2 separate regions of the Bombyx mori genome follow, and region 1 is linked to region 2. A link is a contact called in public Hi-C data. All regions are on one chromosome and are shown on one strand. Each heading gives the region's core, a stretch centred on a gene start, on an enhancer-like site or on the middle of the called end of the contact. The rest is flanking DNA. Distances are from core to core; before and after follow the strand shown. Region 1 holds the start of Aly (aly protein). Region 2 holds the start of LOC732919 (mitochondrial single-stranded DNA-binding protein).

Region 1 (6,914 bases), core at 3,970-6,469, 910 kb after region 2:
TTAATAAGAGTCAAGACTCCAGAAGAAGCAGATGAAGTCCTTGAAACTTTAAACAAATATAAAGCATAAAATTGTTCTAACGCTAAATAATCCATATTGATGTCATGTAAAGTTATTTATTTTTAAATTTCTGGTTAAGTATTATAATTAAATCAAAAGAAGCAATCTACTTTGTAATTGCCATATAAAATTTCTACATAAAGATTACATGGCCTATAATTTAAATTAGTATATTTAGTACACAGAAAGTATGGTTAACATACAAAACATCATTAACAGTATCTAGGATGTTCATTGGTAGATAATGTATTGGACTGTAAAAATAAATATAATCATGAATAGTGTTTGCTTATTGTAACTTTGGGTAAATGTTGATTTGAAGTGTATGAACTATGGCAGTCTACATTTATTACATGTTGATACATGACTTTGCTATTGTGAAGACTGTTCTGCTGGGTCTTGAGTTTATATATTCCACAGTGATTCATGTAGTGGTGTGTTAGAGATTGATACTAAATATACCCATACTTTATCACTATTCATCAATATAGCTAATCTAAAATACAAGTCAAATTGCTTGCAATATCTACAAATTAGTATTAATTAATTATCTTAAACCTAAAAATGGTTTTGTATATTTTTTTGTTTGAAATTGGTATATTTGCATATTCGAGTTCATTGATGATCAGTTTAAGTAGTAAGTTGAAATTTTGTAGCTGCCTGCCACTTCAGGGAGAATTATCATAAATTAGTATAATTGGTACCATTAATTACATATACGTATTATTATATAGATATATAAACCCAGACACAAAAAAAATGGGTTCATCACCAGAATCTGCTAGGAATTAAACTGCCACTCCCCCGTAGCACGCTATATATAAGGGGCGCTAATTACTGCGCAATCCAGTCAGTGATATAAAACTCTAATGATCAATAAAACAATGCTCTTAATATGATTCAAAATTTTCTGCTTTTTTTAAGGCTTAAAAGTCTTAAATTTTATATAATGTAAACTATAGTCTCACTCAATTGACAAATCCAGGGCTTATAACCGTTGAATACCTCTTCAAACTAAGTTTGAAGTTGGGCGCTAGCTTGGCTTAACCTTCAACATTTTTTATTGCTAAGGTGTGTGGACAATCTCAGGGCCGGCTATTGTTTACTGGTCATTGGAGCCCATAGACATCAACAACGTAAATGCCACCACACAGCTTAAAAGTTATAGTTTTAATTTTAAAGTGCAACGGCTGCCCACCTTTCAAACCGAAACAATGCATTGCTTGTATCACGGCATAAATAGGCAGGTTGGTGGTAAAAAATACCCGTGCGATCTCACAAGACACTACAACCAGTAATTATGCAATTTTAAATTTTTGTGTGGTCGATTTTATTACACAATGTTATTCCTTCACCGTGGAAATCTATCTTGAACATTTGTTAAGTACCTAGTTACGTATTTAATCAGAATTAATTGGTCCCTGCCATGGACTCGAACACCGGGGCAGTCGCATCGCTAAATACGAATGCACCGGGTGTCTTATCCCGCAAGACACGCCCTCCCAATGTTCACAACACTATTGTAAACATGAACTCGATATTCCAGAGCTTGCAGAAACTCTCGGATAATTCTAAATCTTATTCATAGCCAACCTAGAATTTCACCTTACACATAAATTTCAATAGCTTCTAAATTACATTACGAAGCGAATGCATTCCTCGTGCATGCACATAAGCTTACCGTCGCATGCTTATGCGAACCATGTGAAACGCCAGTGTTACTGGGTATTGTAATGAAGCAGTACTAGTTATCAACAACGGCTTTAATGCTTTGCCCTTCCGATTAACATATTTGTGATATTGGGAAACCATATGATAAATTAGGGCGTCAGCGCAAGTTTTTTTTTTTAATTTTTTTTATTGCCTTTGTAGGCAGACGATCATACGGCCCATCTGATGGTAAGTGGTCACCGTCGCTCATGGACGTCAGCAATGCCAGGGGCAGAGCCAAGCCGCTGCCTACCATAAAGTACTCTCCGCAAGCCTCGTTTGAAGAAGGACATGTCATAGCGCTCGGAAAACACCGTGGAGGGGAGTTCATTCCAAAGCCGGATGGTACGTGGCAAAAAAGATCTTTGGAAACGCACTGTCGATGAACGCAGCGGTTCCAGATAATATGGATGAACCCTGCTCCGATGGCGGGAGGTGCGATGATAATAAGGAGATGAGGGGATCATCTCGAATAATTCCTCAGAGCATGCCCCATGGACCATGCGGTATAAAACACAGAGATCCGAAGTCCCTCCGTAGACCCAGAAGTTCCAAGCAATCCGCGAGAGCAGGACTATCGACCATCCGAACAGCCGTTTCTGTATGGAGTCAAATGGAAGTAGCTGGTATTTGGGAGCCCCGGCCCAGAGGTGAGAGCAGTACTCCACGCGAGGTCTGACCTGCGCTTAATAAAGCGCAAGTCTCTGTCCAGGCGTGAAATACCGCTTCGCTCTGTTGAGGACTCCCAACATTTTAGAGGCCAATTTGGCTTTACCTTCCAAATGACTCCGAAACTGGACATCGCTCGAAATATCGACCTCCAGAATCCCGATACTCGCGGAAAGCTGCAAGGATACTCCTTGAAATTCCGGCGCCATGACAAAAGGGTCCTTCTTCGCAGTGAACCTGTGCAGTGACCTAAGCGACAATAATTAGTATGGAGATAATGAAGTTTGAATTTACTTTAACACTACTTCGTAGGCAAAAATAATAGGTGCCAAAATAATGTTTACAAAGCCATCTGTTATCTGTGAGTGAAACTAGGGATAGGCCGGTTTTGCATCAAAATTTATTAAATTTTAAATAAATTGCAATTAGCACGAATATGAAAAATTGTTGCGCTGATGGCCTCAATTAATTTAATAAAAATTTCCAAAAAACTCATGCAATTATATTATATTTACAATTCACGAAATTATATTTACAATTCACAATCTACATCATACATTTTATATTTTTCAAACTTACATATTTTATGTACCAGTTATCATTTAAAATATGATTAATTTTGTACAACAGTCTGATATACAGTGAAGTATGTTTTTGTTGCATATGATTTTTTTTTATATATTCATTAAATTACAAAATCAACAATAATAAATACTCTTTATATAAATTTATAATATAAATAATTTTATGTGCCTGCAGAATATTCAAAAATCATTTGCCCCAATCCCATCTGAATTTTATGCATATGTATTTCAACATTATTTTGAAACAATCTGTGATATTGTGGTTTTAATTTCATCTTGATCTGATCCATTGTACCTTGAAGTACACTCAGTTCATAGGCATTCTGATCTGAATCAGATAAACTTCTAACTTGCAACATGAGTGCAGTTAGATCTGTTATGAGATCTAAAACTGAAGGATCTTGAATAACTCCATTGTTATTCTTCTCAACAAGAACTGAAGCTTCTTCATGACATTTGTCTCGAAGTTGCGATGGTGCTAACATTGCAGCCAAACATGGCCCTGGTGCAATTTGTTGACAATGATGTTGAATCTCATTGATATATTCTTGTAAATCCATATTCATTCTTTCTAACTCAATCACAACAGCAGCATATTTTCGTTCAAAGTCTTCAGGCATCCTCTGTCCAAAGGACTTTCTTTTTTCTGCCATACAGTTATATTCTTTTAATTTATTTATCTTGCTCTTTTTAGCATTTAATAATCTTCTTAATTTTACAATGAGTTCTAAAAACCGGAATGGGTAACTACCAATTACAGAATTAGCTTGATTTGCAAGATCAGAACATCCAATCAAAGGATCTCCTTGCGAATTTTTCTGTATTGGTGAATACAAACTGAGTAGATCTTGAATTACTTTTCTTGGTCTAAAACGTTGCGTTATACTTGTCAGACAAATAGTATCAGGTGGTTCATTTGACAATACTTCATAATCAGGTACTGAATGTGTGCCCAATTTAGGTCTTTCAAAAGTTATCCTATATGTGTTATTAGATGTATCAACAGCATCGATGCATCCAGTGAACAATCCATCCTGTGGTCGACGTAGTCTAGCAGTAACTTTAGTACCAACTACTAATTGCATTGGTATTTCGGTTGGTAAATCTTTGACACACACATCAGCCGATTTTTGCTGTTGTACATATCGAATCAATTTCCTCTTTCTTTCCAATTCTTTCCGCTCCTCATCAAAAAATGCTTGAGAACATCGTCGAGGCTTTCCCATCATTCTTCTGATTTTTGACCATTGTGTTCTAGTTAACTTTCTGTTGGTCAATTGTGGAAATGATTCTTTTAAGCAAATCATAAAATCATTTTCACCATCAAATAATACTTTATCAATATTACTATAAAAGTATTCAAAACACACCCACTTGTGAGCCTTGGGTAGCTTCAATAAATTTCTAAGTCGCATGCCAATTCGATGACCTGATTTATTGTCTTGCATTTGGATGCCTACAGAATCTACCTTATCATTCCTCTCTGTAGCCTTTTGAACTTTTATTGGAGATTTTTGTTTTTTTGCACTTGGTGGTTTATTAGGCGTTTTGTTAAGTATTTTTGGAGTCTTTTTTGGAGACTGTCGTGGAGGTGACGTGTTCACAAAATCGTCAACAAAAATGAACCTATTTTTCTTTCTGATCCTAGCGGGCATTCCCCTTGCATTAAGTTTTTGAACTGGCTCACTTGGAGCTGGTTTTGGCGGCAATTTTGTACCAACTCTATGCAAGCCCAATGCTGCAGGTCCGAATGCTGGAGGTTCTTCTTCTTCTTCTTCCGGAAAATCCATTTCCATTGGCTCATCTTTAACCTTTTGGAGTGATCTTGGTGGAGTTGATAATTCGTCATACTCTCCTGAAAGTAACAATAGTAATATTTATGTATGTACTACAAAATAAATAAATTATACATTATTCAAAATACGTATCGATTGCAAAGTAGATTTTGATTAGAATTCTAAATTTCAAGTAACTTGCAATGACATTCTGTACAAAATTTGAATTTTTTCAAATTTTGAATCGAGCGAAACCTAAATTTAAAATAACAAATAAATGAACGCGATTCGCTGTCTTGCATGAAGCCCATCTCTTCAAGTATATCTTATACTCGAACTGTAAGTTTAATTTAGAGGGTTTTATTTACCAACTCTTTCAATAAAAACGAATTTATTAACTTACTTTCTGATTTATCCGCCATATTGATGTCGATTGTGATTTGTTACTTTGAGTGCTGAATGGCTAGAATTCAAGCGCCAACACTGTTACGTTCGGATATACCAGAAACGTGTGCATCGGTGAAAGCTGCAAAATTTCAAAATCAGATGCAATACCTAAAATTAAATTTCGTTTGTCACATCAAAATGTATGGCAAATGTTTTCTATGAAGCTTTCGACGTGGCCCTTTAATTAAATGAATGTATTATGTATTTTAGCGTCGTTTATTGAACCGCACATTTTCGCTGCTTCACCCTTCACCACATCATGTGTCTTTTAGACAGCTAATTGACTAATTGACTATGTCCCTGGTATTGATGACGTCCATGAGCCTCTGTGATCACTCACCATCAAGTGGTATAGTGATGTATGTTTCCAAACAAAGAGAAAATCTAACTCATAGTGTGTTCATCAGAACAGAGTTTTGGGCCGGAATTTATTTATTAAGTAAATTGGAATAAAATCATTGAATGTGACTTCTTGGGTTCTTCTAAAACTGCATTTAACTATCAGTAAATTAGCGACATTTTAATGACAGATTATTTCATTTCATCTCACTAACGGCTACACTTTTTTAATTTTTTAGCTATTTTTACTTTATCCAAATATAAAAAGCTTAGCTCGATTTTACTTTTTGTACAACAAAAATGGCCTTCATTATAAAAGATTTGGCAGCATATACCACGTTCCCTTCGATGACAAATCGAATAATGTAAAAACGTCAAATACCACTGTGCCATAGAGTTACTATTCTAACCTTATTAACTCCATGCACTGTGCTGTGACCATAGACCTATATAGTAGGGACACGACATATTGTTCTATACGTACAATTGCTTATATAAATAGCACCCATTTTGAAGGTACACACCATGGAGTTAATAAGTACCTACAACTGGAGTGCTGTCTAATGCCGAGAAATCGGTCTCGAAAGAGAATACTTTTTGGTCGCGGTGTCCTTGTCTAATGTGGTGACCATATAAAATTTATTTATAGGACAAAATTATACACATGCATCAGTTTTGAATTTACCTTAAGTAATTCTGTGTAGCCCTATGTAAATACAAAACACATGCTTGCAACAGTTTATTTATGTAAATTCAATTCTAAACATTGCTTCGTCGTCATGGTGACTTTTTCTCGACGTTTTTTTTTTGGAAATTGCTGCGTTGTCGAAAATCTAGCACTGAGTTTTATTACAAACATTATTACCTCAGTTCTATTACTTAAACTTCCTCAAACTCATGTTTAACGTCCGAATACTCAACCGCGACTTAAATATTATGTTGAACTTAATTACGCAATTCCTACTTTAATGTACTGGCTAAGTGGGCCGTGCAAATTAATATTTGACACTGCAACACACATGGTCTGCGCGTATCGGGTGCTCTTTTCCTACATTCACATCTTCAATTGATTTAAAATTGCTTGTATTTTTACTTCTGTGCTATTTTCATGACACGTGTATAATATTAAGTCTACTAGTTACATTTTAGGAAATAAAATACAATGGGTAATAAAATGAAATGAACTGAAATTCATTTATTTGTTATATGTAGACAATTAAATAACTCTTAAATGACAAGTCAATACACATAACACAATACACATAGTACTTGATCTCTATTTACAAAATATTGATTATATTATTATTATTAAGTTCAGTTAATTTTCTGT
Region 2 (7,128 bases), core at 67-2,566:
AAGTGATTATAATTCCAATATTCCGACTTTTTTATTTAGATCGTTTTTTTCTGTTATTCTCCGAAGAACAAAAATAGCTTCGTACTATTATAGTTACTAATAATTAGGAGGAAATAGATTAAAATTGAAATTAACAACGGCTACTTTTATTTTACACACCACATATTAATTGAATTGCATTAAATCTCATTTTATGCAGACGTTAAAACTAGTACATATTATTAAAACTAAATTTTGTTAATGGTGTTTTGTTTGTTTTACCTATACCTATGCCTAATTTATTATATGGTTGTTTTGTATTGCTGGTTTCCAAATCAATAATGAAATAAATATGTACATGAGTATTTAATTAAAAAGGTCTTAGATAAAGGTTCTTGTTCTTCTCTTTTTTAATATGCCATAGTATGCCAATTGGTTTCTTTCAATGCCATTATTGCCAGCATTATGTCTAAATTCAATATATTAAATGTTTTAAATATTACAAGTAGAACATTTCCCTTCCTTTGAAATATTTGGGCCTATTTGGCGGGAGCGCGAACTGTGTGAATTGTTTTATTTTGTTACTTTAGCATTTCTTCAGGCTTCAACGTGTAACAAATGTAACTGTTTAACATTTGTGAAAATGCACAAATGTGAAAAAATTAAACAAATTCGCGTTCGTAGCTTCTCGGTTCTTACAAAAAGTTAATTAAAAAATCTCATTAAAATAGACTTGGTTTAAAGCTGCAGTTACCAAGCCATAAAATCATTTAAAAAAACAAATTGTTATATTTGTAATCTATGAAGGACTTTTTGGCGGGAACGCGAGGTGTCAAGCTGTGCGATTTGTTCTATTTTGTCTATTTAGTGTTTCTTCAGCTTTAAATGTGTAATAACGGTGGTTTCTTAACTGTTTAGTATCTCTGAAAGTGCACAAATGTGGGAAAATGAAACAAAGCCGTTGGAAGTAACTTCTCGAGATCCTCCAAAAAGTCCACTGAAAAAATTTCAGTAAATGACCACCATTTTACTGAGATTACATTTCATCCCATATCATCTTATCTCATTTCATTTAATTTCATCCCAGTTGATTAATGTCTCGGGTTAATTATCTTCATTTCATTTCATCCCATTTCATTTCACTCCATATTATCATTTTTCATGAAAATAAGAATTTAAATTAAAATAAGACATGACTTAAAGGTCTTAGTTACCAAATCATAAAATACCCTAAAAAAAATATCACTGTATTCGGGCAAGGTTATGAGTTTAAAATACGATTTTTGTTAGGAACTTACTACTACAGAACTGCCTACTTTATAATTTAGTTTGCGAGTAAAGTTCTATTCTATTAGTATCGGTTAGTAGACCCAGATAATAATATTGTTACGCATTCTCACTTCTCTGTCAGTTTTCACTGTTTAGTAGAAAAATAAATAGTGTTTTATTAACTAAAATGTTAAGCTCGATCAGGGTAAGTTTTCGGGAAATGTAATTTACTCTAAACCATACATATTTTTGTTTTGTGTTTATTCAGATAATGAAATTCAATTTCCATACAAATCCACTTTGTTCTACATAATATAACACACAACTGTATACATACAATACAAATGTATTTGTCAATTTTCAGACACCTACGTTGATTCGAGTATTTTTTGGCGGTCAGCGTCTACATACATCAGTAGCACGACTAGAAGGACAGAAAAACGAAAAAAGTAAGCATCCAATAAACATGAAAGTTTTTAGTTTTTTAGGTTACTTGTTGATATTCGCAGACCAAATACATTCAATCAAGATATGCTTAACCGTATTAAAGTAATATACGCTCTTCCCTATAGGTGAATTGTATGTAATCGTTCCGCGGTATCGGTTCGTGAATACGTTAACAATAATTAAAATCACTTTATGCACTTAAATACACATTCACACACATAATGGTTGGCAGTGACTTGGCTGTGCCGCTAGCAATGCTGACGTCCGTGAGCGACGGTAACCACTTACGATCAAATGGGCCGTATGCTCGTCTGCCTGCAAAGGCAATAAATACATGTTGAAGTTTTTACGGCCTAAAGATAAGTCGCCCAATGCATTCATATCTAGAATTGTAGCCGTGTAGATGTTGGAATCAATTGTTCTGATGAAATACTGTCTGAATAAATGTTAATGAATGACTTCCACGGTGAAGGAATAACATTGTGTAATTAAAATCAAAGTTGCTAAAATTATGGTTTGAGTTATACTGGTGGTAGGGCATCTTGTGAACCTAGTTATTGTCTATGGGATCTGGTGACCACTTTACTGTAGGTGAGCCGTGAGCTCGTCCACCCATCTAAGAAACAAAAAAAGTGTTACAACAAATCAAATAAAATAAAAACTTGATGTAGATGATTGAGTGTTAATAAATTAGGTTGACAACTATTTCTCATGTTTATAAATGGAATATATATGCATTACAGCCATCAATCAAGTGACACTTTTGGGAAGAGTTGGTGCAGATCCTCAAAAACGTGGTTCTGAAGAACATCCTGTAATAAATTTTCCTCTTGCAACACATTACAGCTACAAATATGAATCTGGTGATATACTGCAAAGAACAGATTGGCATAGAGTGAGTATATTCAAACCTGGGTTACGAGACACTGTCTATAAATATTTAAAGAAAGGTCAAAGAATTTATGTAACTGGAAAATTATCTTATGGAGAAGTAAAATTGGATGACGGGCAAGTGAGAACAGCCTCAACTGTTATTGCTGATGATGTTATATTTTTTCAAAGCACACCTTATGAATCTGAACAATAAAGGCCATAATATCATTTGCAATGAAATGTCATTGCAAGAGATTTGCAAAACAAGCATTTAGTGATTAATAAGTGTTGAAGTTATATTTTGTACAAACCAAAAACCCATCAGTAACCATTCAATTAAATTGAATTTAGTCTTATAAAATGACTTTTAATTTGAGTTACCAAACATTATCATATTATTATGGTGTATCAGTGAACAGTTTCTTGCATTTATAATTTGTCTATTAAATGTTTATGCTATGGTTAATTAAAGGAACATAGGAATTATTTTATCGACATAGAAGTTACGCATCTTGATTTGAAGGCTTGACACTGCTGTTACACTACACGATTGAGATTTAAATGTCATCTATCAAGCTGCCTAGCAGTATTTACCTTGTATTGACAACTTACAGTTATTCATCAACCCATTAACTAGTGGGCCAAGAGCTCATTTATCTCATCTGTGTAATAAAACCATTATTTGCTGTTTACAGCCACAGTGAGCTTTTTTTAAGTCATCAGTCTTTTAGTCCATTATTAGGTTTGAATTGTGTACATGCTCTAAGTCCATTTTCACATAAAATACAAATTTTTTTTTAGCTAAACTATGTTAAACTCATAGTTTGGAGTATGTCTGTTACATGCCAAAAAAATAATTACATTACATCTGTAAGTACATTAAATTCAAATATCTAACAGGTTGTTGGCTTCGTCTAATAATTTCTTGAACACAGTGATTGATGAATTTCTGATATTTGATATATATGGATCTGATGTAATTAGAAGGCCATGAAATACATCTGCATTCGTTGCAGACCTAGAGCACTTTCTAGCGTGATGTAATCTGACTATTTTTTAAAGACCACCTGCTGTTAAGTGGTTACTGGAGCCCATAGACATCTACAACATAAATGTCGCCACCTACCTTGAGATATGGGTTCTTAGGTTTCAGTATAGTTACAACGGCCACCCCACCCTTCAAACCGAAACGCATTACTGCTTCACGACAAAAATAGGCAGGATGGTGGTACCTACCCGTGCGGACTCACGCGAGTTTCTACCACCAGTAAAAATGTAATCTTTGTAAAAAATTGAAATCTTTATTACGAGATTCTTGGGCATCCTCAGATAAAAGACCAATAGGCAGAACAGCAAAATGTCTACTTATACTTCCCCTGTGTAGAAATATCTTATGTACTGATGAAGGCATGTTATACCACATTTATTTTGTAACACAATTGTACAGTAGCGTAAGTATATTATTCGCCGAAATTTTTCTGTATTTACTGCAATGCCGTATACCAAAGTCTGAAGGATTATATAGAATCTTTTATTAAGATCCTCTTCAAACTCCTGTAATTTCTGAAGAACAATAGTACTTCTCAAAAAATGGTCGAGCTGTATTGCCATCGTTACTATTTCCACTCCCTTGTCGGGGTTTATCAACATTTAATCCCATTCGGCTTCGAAATAAACTTGTACAAGTTTCTTCTTGTCTTCTTAAATTTTTTCTCTTCCGGAGTTCTTCTCAGCTCATTTTTGAAATGAAATGATTATATGAAATGTGTAAAATCAACTCCTAGGTGCATGGAGTTGATTTTACACATTTCATATAATGCACCTAGGAGTTGATTTTACACATTTCATATAATCTTCCACGCATGAAGCGTAGATAAACCGTACTCGTAAGCACTCATATTATTTGGCTTTGATTCAATTTTTACCAATTTATTCATTTCGCTTGGTCTAGCCCCACTCACTGTGCACACAGCTCCAGAGCTCGTATCAGTTACAACTTATGCGACTTTTCTATAAAACCATAGTTAAGAATAGCTCGTGACTTATTTTAATTACCACATTATCTTTGCGCGTCTTAGAAATTTCCTAATTATTAATTTGACCACGAATATCTCCAACCACTGAACGGGTTTTTCTAGCGTTTCTTTTGCAAATTCCATCAAAATTGGTCGGCAATATCGAATAGACGAGCAAAATAGATTTTACCAAAGAATCTAGTTTGTTTCTATACCAGTCAGCTTTATTGGTACCAGAGCCGCTATAAATAAGATTACGACTAGGTCACTTTCATCCGTTAAAATTTGTTTGTATTCTCTTTGTCCCGATGAACCATCACATCCCCATTTAGTAAATAATTTAAGATTTCTCCTTATTGGTTTGTAAACATTCTCAATTTTTTAAATAAGAGATGTAGTATGATCCAGCAAGTCTTGTAGTTTTACTTTAGCGCTTGTATCGGTTACTTCAATGCTAGACGGTGGAGGATAACACTTTTTTCTGCGTCATTGACCGTAACTCAGGCTGCAATGCGAGGTTCCTGCAACAATGTTTTTTGCGATTACTTTTTGATTTCTATCCCAATTCCGGAACATTTCAACAACAGAAGCTTATTCGACTTCTCCTCCAGACCGCAATCCTTGGACATATGCGTTATATATATAGTCGAGTCCATATTCTTGAATCAACTCCATATTTTTCCTCTTTTTCGATTTCTCCAATAGATTTTCATAAGAATTTGGTGGTTTTCCACGTTTTCCAGATGTTGTAGGTGAGATATCCATTGGTACTTCTTCAAGTTGTACTTTAAATTCACCGTCCAACCAGGTTTATTTTTAATTAAAATGCGGTGTTTAGTTCGGCTAGATTTGGTCCAGCGATCGTTAAAAGCTGTTATAAGATTTTTTTGAATACTTTTCATAACTAGTTAGTTCACTTTTAGAAGATGACAAATGTTTTTTTTTTTTTTTTTTTTATTGTAGACAAAACAAATTACAACCATAGAAAATATAAGTTTAAATATTTAACATAACAATCTGGATTGCAATTCAAGACAGGTGCATACAGAAAAAAAATTAATAACTGAATGTTCTGAACTGAATGTAATGTTCTTCTAAATATTGTTTAATATCTTCTGATTTAGTTCTGTGGTCAATGAAAAATATGGATAACACTCGCTGATGCACAAAAAATTCACACATTCTGTTAATATTGCTTTTACCGAGGATGGTAAAGACTGTATGTTGAAGCAGAATAAAATACCGGTAAATAACAATGAAAATCAATAACTGTTTAGTTAAATTTCGTGAGAAAAATGTTATTATCTTCGAGCGTTTACATTTTTAACCACGTTGTTAACCACTATCTTTAAAATTGGTTAAGTATTGATTAGATATGCAATATCAACATTAACCACAATTTCCTTCCTTTTTTTTTCACCTAACTCAGTGGGAAGTACATACACTACATCAGAATTATTTAATTCACAAAATGATAATAATCATTAATGACATCCAAAGGAGTGACAAAAATTAAATTAATGTGTAAACCAGGAATTCTCACTTTTCCTTAACTTTAATTTAGTTATCAGTTAATAATATTATTTAAAAATAAATTGTCAAAAATAATTATTTTCCCCTTTCCGGAATTAAATGTTAAAATAAATATGAACATTTTAAAAATTTTTTGCGATAAGGCTTTTTTCGTCTCATTTAAAAAGGGGCAAATTCGCGCAAAAAATGTTATTGCCCTGGCTTTTGTATGAGTCGCATTATATAATGCTATTAAATTTACATCGGCAGACAGCGCTAACTGTCAAAAGTCTATTTGAAGTTTATAAAAAGGACTTTTTTTTTAATTGTAAAGAAAAATACCCAACTTTTGCGTATAGGTCTATTCAAATACATATTTGTTTAAATAGAATACTAAATTACCTTTGTAACCATATACATATGTATAACACTTATAGATATGCATTGAAATTACTATATGATATTGATACTAAATATGACCATTTAGTCATATTTTGAGCTGGTGGAATTCTGTTCTACATAACCGACGTTAATTTGAGCGTCAACTTGCAAGTTAAATTTTATTTAGAAAAAAGTGATCTAATCTATTTTACATGCTAAAATAATATGTACAACTCGACCAAGCTAAGTTTGCACCTTGCTGGAATGCGGCGCTCCGCCCGCTTCCCCGGTCACCTTCCCGCGATCGCCCTGTCGCGTGAGTACGGTTAGCATCTTTGTCGCGACACGCGTCATACGAGTTTTCGTCTCCCTATACGTTGAATTTTAAATTTTTTAACTGTGCTTGTTAGGTTTGTTGTTGAAGTTATATACACTCGGGTGCAATGAAATCGCACATCTGTACATTTTTTGAAAATGTACAGATGTGCCGCCGTGCTCGTTTTCGATTTGCACAAGAACACGTCAACTGGACAGCCGACCAGTGGAAAGCAGTCCTGTTCTCAGACGAGTCCAGAATGTGTCTTCATGATAATGATGGACGTGGAAGGGTCTACAGAAGGCGCTCAGAGCGATTTTCCCAATGTTGCATCAC

What was found. A called contact is a pair of places that touch in the nucleus more often than the background predicts.
Region 1: a contact with region 2 is called in a Hi-C map of middle silk gland, with 2.1 times the contacts expected there. The contact joins the promoter of Aly here to the promoter of LOC732919 in region 2. A contact is called at or near these places in 2 of 7 Hi-C or Micro-C datasets (middle silk gland and posterior silk gland).

What each region holds. Positions count from the first base shown.
Region 1 is chr13:11,347,563-11,354,476 of ASM3026992v2, forward strand. Aly (aly protein) reads right to left here and starts at 5,220. Exons shown (of 2, transcript NM_001167713.1): 1 at 5,202-5,220; 2 at 3,186-4,878. The coding sequence starts at 5,220. The coding sequence ends at 3,186. It overlaps LOC101743265 (nuclear pore complex protein Nup50), which reads left to right. Exons shown (of 2, transcript XM_012691949.4): 2 at 1-344. The coding sequence ends at 69.
Region 2 is chr13:10,440,172-10,447,299 of ASM3026992v2, forward strand. LOC732919 (mitochondrial single-stranded DNA-binding protein) reads left to right here and starts at 1,317. Exons shown (of 3, transcript NM_001046919.1): 1 at 1,317-1,453; 2 at 1,613-1,697; 3 at 2,439-2,846. The coding sequence starts at 1,436. The coding sequence ends at 2,782.